Regions from separate parts of the Mus musculus genome. Here regions 2, 3 and 4 are each linked to region 1. The links are chromatin contacts, called in public Hi-C, HiChIP or PLAC-seq and promoter capture Hi-C maps. All regions are on one chromosome and are shown on one strand. Each heading gives the region's core, a stretch centred on a gene start, on an enhancer-like site or on the middle of the called end of the contact. The rest is flanking DNA. Distances are from core to core; before and after follow the strand shown.

The links. Promoter capture Hi-C pulls out the DNA fragments that hold promoters and counts their contacts. A called contact is a pair of places that touch in the nucleus more often than the background predicts. HiChIP or PLAC-seq counts read pairs in DNA pulled down with a chosen protein or histone mark.
Region 2: a contact with region 1 is called in an H3K4me3 HiChIP or PLAC-seq map of embryonic forebrain, with 6 times the contacts expected there. The contact joins the promoter of Sms here to the promoter of Ptchd1 in region 1. A contact is called at or near these places in 7 of 39 promoter capture datasets (the 3T3-L1 cell line, cranial neural crest, embryonic stem cells and 3 more) and 4 of 115 datasets of contacts at active chromatin or transcription factors (embryonic forebrain, forebrain, neural tube and 1 more).
Region 3: a contact with region 1 is called in a promoter capture Hi-C map of second pharyngeal arch cranial neural crest. The contact joins the enhancer-like site here to the promoter of Ptchd1 in region 1. A contact is called at or near these places in 7 of 39 promoter capture datasets (the 3T3-L1 cell line, the C10 cell line, cranial neural crest and 3 more) and 1 of 115 datasets of contacts at active chromatin or transcription factors (embryonic stem cells).
Region 4: a Hi-C map of cerebellum shows a contact between it and region 1, with 2.0 times the contacts expected there. The contact joins the enhancer-like site here to the promoter of Ptchd1 in region 1. A contact is called at or near these places in 4 of 39 promoter capture datasets (cranial neural crest, frontonasal cranial neural crest, hippocampal neurons and 1 more) and 2 of 484 Hi-C or Micro-C datasets (cerebellar granule neurons and cerebellum).

The regions. Positions count from the first base shown.
Region 1 is chrX:155,621,439-155,624,686 of GRCm38.p6, forward strand. Ptchd1 (patched domain containing 1) reads right to left here and starts at 1,889. Exons shown (of 3, transcript NM_001093750.1): 1 at 1,522-1,889. The coding sequence starts at 1,872. Gm15155 (a long non-coding RNA gene) reads left to right here and starts at 3,098. Exons shown (of 4, transcript XR_387096.4): 1 at 3,098-3,248.
Region 2 is chrX:157,490,959-157,494,349 of GRCm38.p6, forward strand. It overlaps Sms (spermine synthase), which reads right to left and starts at 1,329. Exons shown (of 11, transcript NM_009214.4): 1 at 947-1,329. The coding sequence starts at 995.
Region 3 is chrX:157,020,484-157,023,728 of GRCm38.p6, forward strand. No RefSeq gene overlaps it. Among named protein-coding and RNA genes, the nearest start is that of Gm52451, 240 kb to the right of the region's middle. Within about 2 kb of position 1,603, at least 4 of the 459 cell types and tissues checked have an H3K27ac peak or open chromatin away from gene starts, as enhancers often do. A contact at or near this core is called in second pharyngeal arch cranial neural crest, where this site is marked.
Region 4 is chrX:157,201,514-157,204,792 of GRCm38.p6, forward strand. The region is part of intron 15 of Phex (phosphate regulating endopeptidase homolog, X-linked); the gene reads right to left. Among named protein-coding and RNA genes, the nearest start is that of Gm52451, 58 kb to the right of the region's middle. Within about 2 kb of position 1,453, at least 2 of the 459 cell types and tissues checked have an H3K27ac peak or open chromatin away from gene starts, as enhancers often do. A contact at or near this core is called in cerebellar granule neurons and cerebellum, where this site is marked.

The DNA.
Region 1 (3,248 bases), core at 639-3,138:
TGGGGAGCATTTCAAGACTAATGTTGATAAGGTTCTGCCATAAGTGAATATGTCTAGTGATTTGTGTGCCGTTAAAAAAAAAATACCACAAGCCACTCAATGTGAAAATGTTCTAATTCCAGTCAGTCCCCAGCCAGATTCCTCCTTTACTAATTGCTGGTGGATAGTATGTCAACAAACAGAGAGGGAAACAATAGAGGAAAACGAGCTTCTATCTAGGGACACAGGGTTACCTGGAGAGGAAGAGACAGAGTAAAGAATTTCCCAGGTTCTCTAGTAGATTCCCTTTGGGAAAAGGAGGAATCTAACCTTCCACCAGACCCAGAGACCCCACAGGAAATCAGCACTTTCCATTTCTTCAGCATCTCAGCTGGGACTGGGTCCTGCCCCACCCCCTCCCCAGCAGAAGCTGAAGTAAACAAACCCCATAGTCTCCACCTAGATTCACTCTCCCTTTTCATTTATTTTTTCTTTTTTTTTTTTTCCTCCTATGATCTCTTCACTTTTCCATTTCCAGTCCTCACTCCTTGGCTTTTCTTAGGAACTTCTTGAAAGTTATCACCTTTAACCTCACTTTTCACAGCAAATTCCCACCTCGGGCTGATGGCACAAGTGGGCAAGTGGTTTCTGTTCTGTGTTCCTGAGATCTTCTTGGGGTCACATCCTGGCTCCTAATCTCCGGGCTTTGGATCTGCCCTTCAACCACGCGTTCAAAAAAAGAAAAAAAGAAAAAAGAAAAAAAAAGAAACAATAAAAGTATATCAACCTGTTCTGTCTTTCCCCAAAGAAGTTGCGTTTAAGTGGATTGAAAGTACTGTGAAAGATGAAATAACTGTGAGTTACAAGCACCATTTCCTACTCTCAAACACAGACATGGCTACCTTGATCCTGGAAGAGTGGTCTGGTGGCCGCCCCGGTCCTCATCAGGAACCGCACTTTGGTTGGGGGTGGGTGGGTGTTATTTTCCTCACCATGCCAACTCACAGTCCTCTGTCCCTTACCTACTACCCACAGCAACCTATCCAAAAACAATTCGGGTGCAGCGACTAGAGGAAAAGAGAAGAAAAAAAACGGGAACAGAGAATGGTGTCTTTGAACCTCACCTCCCTCCTCCTGAATAGTATTCTATTCTCAAGTAGCGGGACTTTCTTGAATGTATTCTCTTGTTCCGCTTCTTCTTGGCCCAGTTAACCTAAAGCCTCCCTGCCCCCAAGCCCACTGCGACCAAAACAAGCGCACTAAAGCACCGTAGTCGCCGCCGCCCCAACTGTTGCAGCAGCTGCGGGGTTACGGCAGAGGCGGGGAGGGCAGGGCCCAGCCAGGACCCGGACCTGAACGTTTCCTGCCTCCGAGACTCTGAGACTCTAGGTTGCTGCCTAGGGGCGCGCAGTGCAGAGGAGCCCCCGTGGGAGCCACTGCCCGGGACACTAGAGGTGGCTTCTGAGCCGGGACCCCGCGCGGAACCAGCACAGCCAGAGCAGCCGCGGCGCCAGGGGCTGCCAGAACCCGCCCTGGTCTCACCTTTAAGATCAGGTCCGTGTGATGTTGGTCTAGCATGTTGGCTTTCTGGTAGGAGGTGACAATGACCCGGCCGTAGCGCCCAGGGGTCTGCAGGTCCGAGTAGAGCCGGTGCTTGGAGCGGTTGACCGGGAAGAGGCTGTTGACTAGGTTGCGCTCGATCTTGGCTAGGCTGTGCTGGGGCGCCAGCAGGTGCTCCACGCTCTCTTCGACCTGGTAGCGGCTGAAGCTGGCGCCGAGCAGGATGGAGATGAGCACCGGCGCCGAAGCAAAGAAGACCGGGTGACTGGCAATGAAGTGGCCAAGCCGGGAGAAACACGTCCTCAAGCCCCTGTGCAGAACCTGCCGCAGCATCCTAGAGCAGAGCGGGCGCGGGAGGAGGGCGAGGCGCACGCTCGGCGCGGGCTCGGGCGACGGCGGCGGCGGCGGCGGCGGTGGTGGTGGTGGTGGTGGTGGCGCCCGCAGCGGCGGCGGCGACGGCGGCGGCGGCGGAGGCAAGACCCTGAGCTCTCCTGGAGCCGCGGCACCACCATCGGGGAGTCCCGCGCCGCGCCTCGGGAGGGACCCCTCCGGCTGGAGACACGCCCTCCTGCCCGCTGCCGCGCCTGCCCGGAGAGCCCCCCAGCTTGGCGGCCTCCGCGCCGCCCCCACCCCGCCCTACCCGGGGCGACCTCCCCACCCCCCGCCGGCTCCCAGCCTGGGGGGCGACACGCGACACTGCCGCGTTCCCGCTCAGAGCGGGCGGGGCTGGGAGCGGCCCCCGCGGCTCCTCATGACCCCACTCACCGGATCCCCGAAGCCAACGACGGGATGGCGCGGAGAGCGGTGGTGGTGGTGGCGCTAGCGCCAGAAGACTCTGCGCGCCAGCCTGGAACACGAGGACAGAGAATTCCAGGCTACACCCAGTCCCCTCCTCTCAGTGTACTCCCCCTCCCTCAGCTTGGCCGGCCAAGCGGGCTCACCCCCTTCCCCTTCCCCTGGCCTCCTCTGGGGAGACTCAGAGATAAATAAAGAGATGTCCCGGATTTTTCAAACAAAATAAAGTATAAGAGTTCTCCCGTTAGGGGGTAGGGTGGGGGTGTCGGGCAGACCCGCTTTGAGCCAAGTCTCTTCAGACGCGGAAAGACGCAGGCTGAAGACTGCGTGCGCCCCGGCTCTTGCCAGGCTCAGGTGGTGGCGCGCACTGGCTATTACCGAGAGGGGGTGGGGAACCGAGACGCTCGAGCATGGAAATCACGCCTCCTCCCAAGTAAGAGCCTTTTAAGATCTCCCCAACACTGCAGCTCCAGGGGCACCACAGGGGACCTGTGTGCATTTGGAGGCTGTCCACCCCAAATGTGTTCTAGGACAATCTTCCTCCCAAGTCCCAATTTTAGGGTCGCTCCAGAGTGGATTGAACTGGGCAGTGGTGCAATCCCTTCACCACTCTCTCCACCCTGTCCCCCAATAAGAAAAGTGCTGATAATGACACTCGGTCAGTCCATGGAACTGTCTGTCTCCAGGCTCCTCTTTTCCCTCCCTGCCTTTTTTTTCCTCCTCCTTCTCCTCCTCCTCTCTCTGTCGTCATTGGCAGGTCTGGGGGATCTGGTGCGGTGGAGCTGGTGCGGGCCCCCCTGCGGGTGTAGACTGGGAAATGCTGGTCGGGGAGTCAGTACTTAACCCCCTTCTCTCACTCCACCTGCTCCTCCTCCACGCGCGACAGTGTGCGAGTACGGGGACCCTTATATCAG
Region 2 (3,391 bases), core at 79-2,578, 1.9 Mb after region 1:
AAAGAAGCCAGCAGTACATCCATCCCTACCCTTCAAAATTCCATCACGCAAAAAAGACTCTCCCAACCATTTCTGCCGAGACCAGGCTCAAATATCTGAGCCTCCAGGATTAGGGGTGATGGTGATGGTGGTGGCTCTAGTTCCCGCGCCCAGATCTCATCCCTCCCCACCCCCAATAATAATAATAATCGTTTCCTTTCTCTGCCCGCCGGGTCCCTTTTCAGAGGATCCTTCATCTCCTTAGATGACTAAAAAAAACCTTGCAAGCGCTGAGTGGCCCTGGTCCTCCTTCAACCCTCGCTGCCCTTAAGGGGAACCCCCCGACACACACACCCAAGAGGGAAATTCAGCAGCCTGCCAGAACAGGAAAAGGTGGCGTGGGCAGCGGTCCCGCGCCGCACACACCCCTCGCTCAGGCCTGCCTCGCCCGCCGTGCCTCGAACGAGCTAAGGCGCTCCGGTACCCGCCTCCCCCGGGGATCCGCCGCGCCCCACGGGCTGAAAGGGATTCCCCCCCAACAACGGGGCGTGGAGGGCGGCGAGCCCGCGTGGACCGACGCTCCAGGCCCGGAAGGGCGGGCGGGCGGTGCGGCTGGCACACACGGACGCGGTTCTCCCAGGCCCCGCAGTGCGCCAGCCTCCAGCTCAGCCGAGGACCAAACGCGGCGGGGGACCGCGGGGGCGCGGCGCGGCCTCCGCCGGTGCACGAGGGCCCGCAGCGTGCTCCGCGCAGCAGCCCGGCAGACGCAGGCGCCGCGCGGCCGTCCGCATTGTTCAGCCTGCCGCGCGCGCCCCGGAGGAGCCTGGTCCTGTGGCCTCGAGCCCCGCAGGCGCGGAGGGAACTGTCGCCCCGCCGCCGCTACCGCTACCGCTGCCGCTGCCGCCGCCGCCGCCGCCGCCGCCGCCGCCGCTGCGGCGCCCGTGCAGGTGGCGAGCGGCGCCCTCACCTTTGGCGCCGAGCTTGAAGTCGAGCGTGCTGTGTCTTGCTGCTGCCATAGTGTGGCGAGGCCCTGTGCCATGCCTGGGGAGGCGACCGCAGGAGACTGAGGGACCGCGCGGCGTGTCAGGCTGCGGGCCGGCGGGGAGTGCGCTGCGCCGGGGGAGGCCAGGAGTTAGGAGGTGGGAGGGGCCGCGGGCAAGCGACCCGGGGCGCGGGGGCGGGGCCGACCCGCCTCTTAGAGGAGGAAGCAGGGACGCCTCCAGCCCCGAACTTGAAGCGCTGGGTGTGAGGCCTCGCTAATGGTGGAATCGCGGGCGCCGGGCTCCCTGGCATGCGTCACCAATGGCCGCGCCCTGCGCTAAAGCTCTGGCCATGCTCTCCCGCCATTCGCCATCCGTTAGGAGGTCACCCAGCTTTAAACGGCTCAGCGCGACTTCCGGGGGGCCTCCCTATACACTTCCCCATATGCCTACCCCTCCTCCCCAAGCAAAAGCCCCAGTTACTTCCTGACCATTTGAAGAAAATAAAATGCTACCACCCCTGTAGTCTTAAAGTACAAGCCTGACTTTTTCTTTAAATGCACGTGAACCCCGCTGGGATTATTAACAATGTTTCTATTGGTAAGGGGTAGTATTTAAGAACAGAATAGAAGGCTCCTGGGCATTCAAGTAGCATACATTTTCATGCAAATTTGGAAAAGAATCAAGGACTAAAGCCTAACTGAGAAGTTGCAGATGTGAGAGCCTCTTCCACAGGACTTCCCCCTCCTCGGTACCTCTATTTTTTGTCAATGGACCTACAGCCTTGGCCTCTTTTTTGACCGTTAGTAGCATTCAACAAGATGGGACAAAAGAGAACTGAAGTGCCTGGGGAATAAAGGGATCCTTTATTGCACGAGCAAAATCCCAGGGCAAATTGACTCCATCATTGTATGGATTGCTGTGCCTCTCCTGATACCAGGAATTTCTGTAATGGTTGTTAAACTTCAGATTAGTGAACTCTGTGCCTCCTCAACAACACAAAAACATTAAGTTTAGCTTTCCCTTAGGCCATTTCGAATGGTCGTTTGGTTTGGTTTGGTTTGTTGGTTGGTTGGTTGGTTGGTTGGTTAGTTTTGCGTAGTCCTTCCCTGTCCTGCAAGAACCTAACACTGACGTCATATTTGTCCTTCAACAACTGCATCTCTTTTCAGTGGGCTCCTACTTTGTTCCTATCCATAGCCATCTGTTTTTATTTCCTTCTCTGGAGACCAGGTCCTCAGTTTTGTAAGCTAATTTGTGTTCCGCTCCATCAGCCCCAATGTATCAGCCCCAAGCTCCTCTTTCTTCCTTTCTTCTGGAGTCAAGTCACTAGAACATAGCTGTCCTCCTGTGTGTTTAAGGGTAGTGAAGCTTCCCGCGTAGGACATGTGCTTCATGCCCTGCCAGCATTGGGGTAAGCCACCTGCCTTCCCTTAGCTTCACTATCTGCTGTCAACCTCTTGAATTTCTTGAAAATTTCAGAGCAGAAGGCATCTGAGGTTTTGCTGATAAGTATGTAGCTGGTCTTGCTCAGTAGATTGTGGAGAACATTGCAGACCACCATGGGCTCCCAGCTGAAGCATATCCGCCCTAGAATTTGTACTTCACCTTGCAAAGGGCAAAATGAAGAACCTTGAGATACTTTAATGAAGTGATGTCAAAAGAGAGCCCTGAAGAGAAGAGGATGCTCGATATAGGATCAGTATTGTCAGGATGATGTTAGCAGTTTACTGCAAGGGTCTTCTCACTAATCTGCATAATCCTGGCAAGACTATTAAAGATAAGAAACAGGAGCCTGACGTTAGTGGCACACATCTTTAATCTCAGCACTTGTGAGGTAGAGGCAGGCAGACATGGCCATCGGGAGCAACACTATTATGAGGTGTGGCCTTGTTGGAGGAAGTGTGTCAACGTGGGGGACAAGCTTTGAGGTCTCCTTTGCTCAAGCTATACCAAGTGTGGCACACAGTCTCCTTCTGGTGCCTGTGAATCAAGATGTAGAACTCTTGGTTCCTCCAGCATGTTTCCTGCCATGATGATTAGAGACTAAACCTCTAAACTGTAAGCCAGCCCCAAGTAAATGTTTTCCTTTATAAGACTTGCTGTGGTCATGGTGTCTCTTCAGTGAAAGAAAGCAAAGGCCTCTATAAACCTCTCCAACTGGGCTATGACTACCTATTTGGATTCTGGAAAATATTGTCATTGCCTGAGTTTTTGCAATCTAGGCCCCAATCTGCAAGGATCATTTCAAAATTAATCATTTAGGTTGTGCCTAGCAATTATATTATAGTTGATCCATTAAGTGTAATTGTCTAGTTATTACACCAGCAATGATCTCTACCTCTCATCTTGCAACAAAAGATGCAAAAAAAAAAAAATCCTAAGTTATGTTTTGACCTTTGAGGCGGTTTGCTTGAGAATGGCCCCCAAAG
Region 3 (3,245 bases), core at 353-2,852, 1.4 Mb after region 1:
GAGTTCCCTAAGCTATAAGAATTAATGGACCCATTCCTAAGGAGTGATGTGAATTCCTCGGGGAAAGTCTCTATGTAAATACAAAGTCTTGTCATCTTAAACGCTGTGGATTTATGTTCTAAACTACACAGTGACAATGAGAGAGAGAGACAGAGAGAGAGAGAGAGAAACTTCCATTGCTTTTTAAAGCTATAGAAATCTTATCAACACCTAGCCTTTTGGCCGTTGTCATTTATAAATAGCATCCTCCCAAACCCTACCTTTTCATATCAAATTCATATTTCTTCTTCTTCTTCTTCTTCTTCTTCTTCTTCCTCTTCTTCTTCTTCTTCCTCTTCTTCTTCTTCTCCTCCTCCTCCTCCTCCTCCTCCTCCTCTTCCTCCTCCTCCTTCTTCTTCTTTTGGTTTTTTTCGAGACAGGGTTTCTCTGTGTAGCCTTGGCTGTCCTGGAACTCACTTTGTAGACCAGGCTGGCCTCGAACTCAGAGATCTGCCTGTCTCTGCCTCCCAAGTACTGGGATGAAAGGCGTGTGCCACCACGCCTGGCCAAATTCATACTTCTTATTACTATTCTGTGAATTTATAAAATGTGACAGCAGTATACCCATGAAAACCACAAGTCTTTAGTATTTGAGCATTAATAGTCTAAGGAGTAGAAATAATGAAACGTGCAATGTGTGCTACATGGAGATTATAACTAGTTACACAATAGAGGGGAGGCTAGCATGGAAAAGTATAAATCAGGTATTTCAGTATTTATGAAAATTAGCCTGAGAGACCTAATTTTTAAGTATTTAATTGCATTATATGAAATTAAAGAAAGATTTTTTTTTGTTAATTTAAAATAAAAGCACATGATTTGTATCAAGGAATAAAGAATGCTTTGGTGATGGGTGAGTGGTATTTGAGAAACTGAGTTCAAACTGGCTCAGTTGCTTTCCAAGGTAGGCCAGGGGCAAATTTTCATTGCTAAATCAGTGATTTATATTGATATTATATATATTTATGGACCACCATGCAATTTCCTGATTCAAGGTTACAATGTAGATTAATAGTCAGGCTAAAAGTCATGCTAATTGGCAATCCATCACTTCATACATTTATGTTTGGGTTGTAAACATTTAAAATCTAATTTCTCTTTTAAATTTTATTTTTATGTATATGGACGTGGTAACTCTGCTTATCTGCATGTGTAACCAATGCACACAATGCCTATGAGTATAAGAAGTAGTTGTTATGCCCCCTTGGAACTGGAGTTTTAGGCTATCTGGAGTTAGAGTGAGCTACTTTATGCAGGTGCCCAGGTCATCTGCAAGAGCAGTAAGCACACCTAAGTGTAGAACTTTAACTCCAGTCCCTGAAATATAATTTCTAAACCAATCTCAAATACATAGTATCTGTTAAAGCTTCCATTCTGTGTAACAGATTACTAACTATATAAAGTTTCGCTTAGATTTTCTTCCCCAGACATTTATCAGTGAGTCAGGGAAAGAAAAGCAAATAGCAAAATCATCTGAAACATGAGCAAGCTGTATTCTTTCCTAAGTAGCTGCAGCAGTGATAGAAAACACATGGTAATGATTTAGTAAACTTGACTAATGTTGTTTTGGTTGGAGGTGATCACTAGCTAAGTGGATATGGTCCATAAGGTTCAGAGAGAACAGCTGGTTACATTCATGTTACAATTTTTCTGGTGTTCTTGAACTTTGTACCAAATTTATTCTGGTGTCTTACCTGCTCCAGGGAATTCTTTGTTAGCACTGAGTTCTTTTTGTGTATAAATGTACCCTTCCCACCTTGAGATCTGCTAGCTCCATTATTGGGACACTTCCTCTGCTTTTATCTCTTAACCTATAATTTTCCTTTTGCTCCCACTCTACCTCGAGAAAAGCTCCTCAGTCCCTTAGAGATAAAATGACAAATGAAAAGTTTTCCAAATCTGTGCTGTCCATTTAGTTTTTATTCAAAACTTTTACCCAATTTAGAGTTGCGGGTGACTCTTAGATTTTGCCTTGTCATTTCACCATGCCCCTTAAAGTATCAATCTCACTATAGAATTATAAATTACCCCTTTGGAGTAGATGACAACTTACAACAGTTATTCTCTCACTCTTCTGATTCTCCGAAACACCCCTTAAATAGTCCCATGGATCTGGGAGAAATCATGAGATGATGCAACTGGAGATTAATGGTACTTAGAGAACTTTGAATTTTCAAGAAATGTCTTACTCATATTCACTAAATATGTACTAAGTATGTACTGCATGTTACAATGGAGAAAACAAATCTTCCTATTCCATCACTTAATTCAGGACATAAAAATAGCCCATGTCTTGGTAAAGGAAACAAGTATATTCTTTTTGTTTTAATTTAAGTTTGGAAATATTTTTAATGACAACCTGATGTTCCCTAGCATGACTATATAATTTATCTGAGCATGTCCCCAGTTTTGAGGTGTAGTACATTTTAAAATTCTTTAGATGTATGCAATGTATGTATGTGTGTATGTATGTATGTATGGGTGTGTGTATGTATGTATGTATGGGTGTATGTGTGTTTGTTTGTATGCATGTGCATATACATACAAAATTCCAAACATCTGATCTGATGGTGTCCTTTAATTTTAAAAATAATTTTAAGTTAATGTCCAAATTATTATCTTTCTAGAATTTCCATACATATATGTCATTATAGTTTGCTTTAGTTTGTCACCGACATCTTCATGTCCCCCTCTTATTCATATTCTCCCTCACTTCAGTATTTTACTTTACTTGTTTCAATTTACATTCCTCATAAGCTTCAAATATACAACCTGTGACTAATACAAACAAACTAGTATAATATAAGGTTGTTATGGGTAGCTTTATTTGATCAAAAAGGGAACCAAACTCAAATAGGAGGAACCCAACCAAAGAAACTGATTTTTCCTTGTACATGATGTTTCTCTGCAGTAGAGCTATTTATCTCAAAACAATGAAATATATTATAAATATTCTATATTGATATATCAAAGTAGAGTTTTGACCTTAATTTCCTAGCTAAACTTATGTTAACTCTTTAAACAAACAAACAAACAAACAAACCAAAGTTCTTTCATTCTGTATTCCATTTGTCATATAGCGTTTTGAAAAGTATTCTTGTGCTTACAATGAAATACATTCATTTCCACTGTATAGTTCTCCCTGAACCTTTTGGAGAATTGAAGTCACAGAACAACCAAGCAATAATTGCAAGCATGCAGAACAA
Region 4 (3,279 bases), core at 203-2,702, 1.6 Mb after region 1:
CTTAGGTGCGAGTCTCATATTACCAGATGAATCCGTATATAAACCCACACTTCAAACTTGTTGCTGATCTATCATTTTAGTGAGGAAGTCATGTTTCTTATTAAATTTAACTTGTCGTTTCAATCTTCTTACATGTTTTATTTTATTCTGTGCAATAGTTTCTAGCTCTATAACACACTAAGTGGATATAGGTTATGATCCATATTCATAATTGTTAATATATTTAAATATGTCATTAAAACTATCACAAGCATTGGATTTGGTCATGAAGATGGGACTACTGACTCCCAGTATTTACTGAGTCTCTGTGATATTCAAAGCCACCTGGGTAAGTTCTAAATGTACAAATATCATACATCATCAAAATACCTACAGTCTAGAGAAAAAGAGAATGTTACTGAACAATCACATCTTGCAAGACTTAAAGAAAGTGGTAGGCCTATTCTACCCTTTCTAAAGTAAAATTTTTTGATTAACAGAGAAAAGAAATGCAGGATTCACAGAAGACATGCAGAGGAATTTGGAGAGGGGATTATTTATATAAATATCTATACTAATGGGTAGAATATATTGCTGATTTAAAAAAAATCAATTGGCCTTTGAGGCAGAAAATGCTCTGTAACAAGGAAATTTGTTCTCAAAGTGTGGTATGCTGACCAGCAACATCAGCATCTTTTAGGCACTTGTGAGAGATGCAAACATTGAACCCCAAACTTTTTCAGTCAAGAACACTGGGCGTGGACTTCTGCATTTCAACCAACCATTCAGGTTACTGAGACCCACAAGCTGACAGAATAATCTTAACCCCAACTGCAAATGAGAATTTCAACCAAAAGAGAATCCCTACTCAAATTTACTGAGATTCAATGTCTGTCATGTTGTCTACCTGTACTCGGTCATACAAAAAGTAAAGAATTGATCATTTTTAAGCTAACTGATCCATAACTCAGCCCTCCTGGTTTATTCCATTCACTCCATCTATACAATATTTTTACTTGAACTTTTTTCAGATGATAGTTTCTAATATTAATCTTTACATAACCTTAAAAAAATCTGATTGTACTAAAGGACAAATATATGTTTAATTGTAACTACCTTTAAAATTCCAGGAAGAATTTTAAAGGGAATGAGTATTCAGGATTAGTTCTAGCTATAGGATAACCTGGATAGCATTCTTCTAAAAATTAGGGGTGGGGGACATGAGTTGAGACATGAAAATTACTGCAATTACAAAGCGCTTTTTGGTTGTGTCTTTTGTTGTTGTTGTTATAAAAGGATTTCATTGTCACTCCTGCTAAGATGAATAGTGGTTTTTTTATCCAAGTTGGCATCTTGCAATATTTTGGTTCATGCCAAACTTCCTATTTCCAGAAAGTATTGCATTCTAACAGCTGTGATTCCTGTCAAGGGATTCAGCAAGAAGCCTTAGCCATCTGCTGGCTTCCTGCAGGTAACCTCCTGCCACCAGATCTAGCAGCCCAGAGCAGACAAGCAGAAAGCAGCTTCTGAAATCTGCCCTCCATCTTGTAGCTTTCTTTGATGACCATTCTATTCTATTTCTTCCATAACTACCTTTATGCCACAACAAACACCATCTCTCCCCTTTATCAGAGTTATCAACCATCCCTGTTTTCCCAAATCTACAGATATACTTAGAATGCAGTATTTTCTCAGTAATAAGGCTGGAATGGGCCCAGAAAAAAAAATAAGATGAAATTAAAAGCACTGCTTTCACCCACTAGGTCTGACTTTTTTTTTTTGTATTGGCAGCATTTCAAGGGCTCAATAGTTCTCAACATTCAGCATCTTTCAAAGATATTTGGTGATTAAAATCTTACTAAGATCCAAAGTGCTAGTACAGACCACTGGAGTTCATTATTTAGTAAAAGAGCCAAACAGTGCCCATTTGTCACAAGTAGTAGTGATGCTACTGGTCTCCAATAAACACTTTGAGTTCAAATTCTGAAATAGAGAAAACACTGATCCCCACTTCCATGGCAGTATGAAGCTCTATTTGGTCCTTTCATATAAACAATTGCTGCCCTGGGCATTAAACAATTAAACTAGCATCAGTGGTGCTCAGTCTAATCATGGGAACATATTAGGTAAATATATACTAATGAATACCTGTATGTTTCACTGCAGCTATATCTATTTATTAGATAATAATTTTATCAATGAACACATGACTATAATTCTACCATATTAGTTATACTTAATCTCTTCCAAAATCATCCTTTAAGATGCAAACTCATCAATACATGTGTCTGATGATGATGGAGACATAAATTGGAAAAAGAAAACAGGACCAGGGATATAGCTTAGTGACGATGTTCTTCCTTCCTGTGTGAGTTCCTAGATTCAAGCTGCACCATTGCAAAACCAACATAGAGACACATGTCTCCTTGGTGGGTAATAATTTTCTTTCAATTCTGTGACTTTCTTTAGGGTATATTCCAAGAAGTAGAAGAGTTGCTGCATTAAATGGTATTTCACTTTAAGTTGCATCCTACTTTTACAAAGTAAGAGAAAACTATAAAAGAATTTTTAAGGTGGGGGACAAGTGAGATTGGGAGCATCCAGATTAGTGAGATTGACCCTGACTTCCTGTCTACCACTGTTGTATTCCAGGTTCTTGATGCTCACCATCTAGTTCAACAGTCAAGTAGTTCTCAGCCAGTGCCCCACTCGCACCTTCATTCAAATCCGATTGACCCTAACAACCATTTCATGCTTTCTATTACCAACCCTGCAGTAAATCTGCCCAGTCCACTACAACAGAAATAACAGTCGCAAATATCTCAGACAGAAGACTGAGGCTGTACAGGCATCCATCCTAAGTCTCACTCACTAATGGGATTCTAGGAGACCTGAGCTTCCAGTTAAGGATGCTTCTGTTTACTCATGAAGACTTCACAGAGCATTGTTCTTAACTGTCTCACAGGTCAGGCCTATCTTAAAATTCTTACAGCAGGTGCTTTTTAAGCATACCATCTGCCAATTTTGCAAACTGTTGCAAGTTTGTTCATGACTTAACTTCATCTGTCTCAATAAACTTTGTAAATCTCATTGTAAATTTTTGTGAAACAATCACTTTCTGGGGAATATACTTCAATATTCTTTATAAGGTATCTTGCAGCATTTGTCTATCAAGTAATCTACCTTCAATTCCCCCTTAGGCAATGCTAAAGGACCAAGAAAATAGTGGACTTAAATACAGGTTTTGCAGTGAGCTTAGGGTTCGAAAAAATGAAGTACTTTCATTTTTACAGTGTTTTA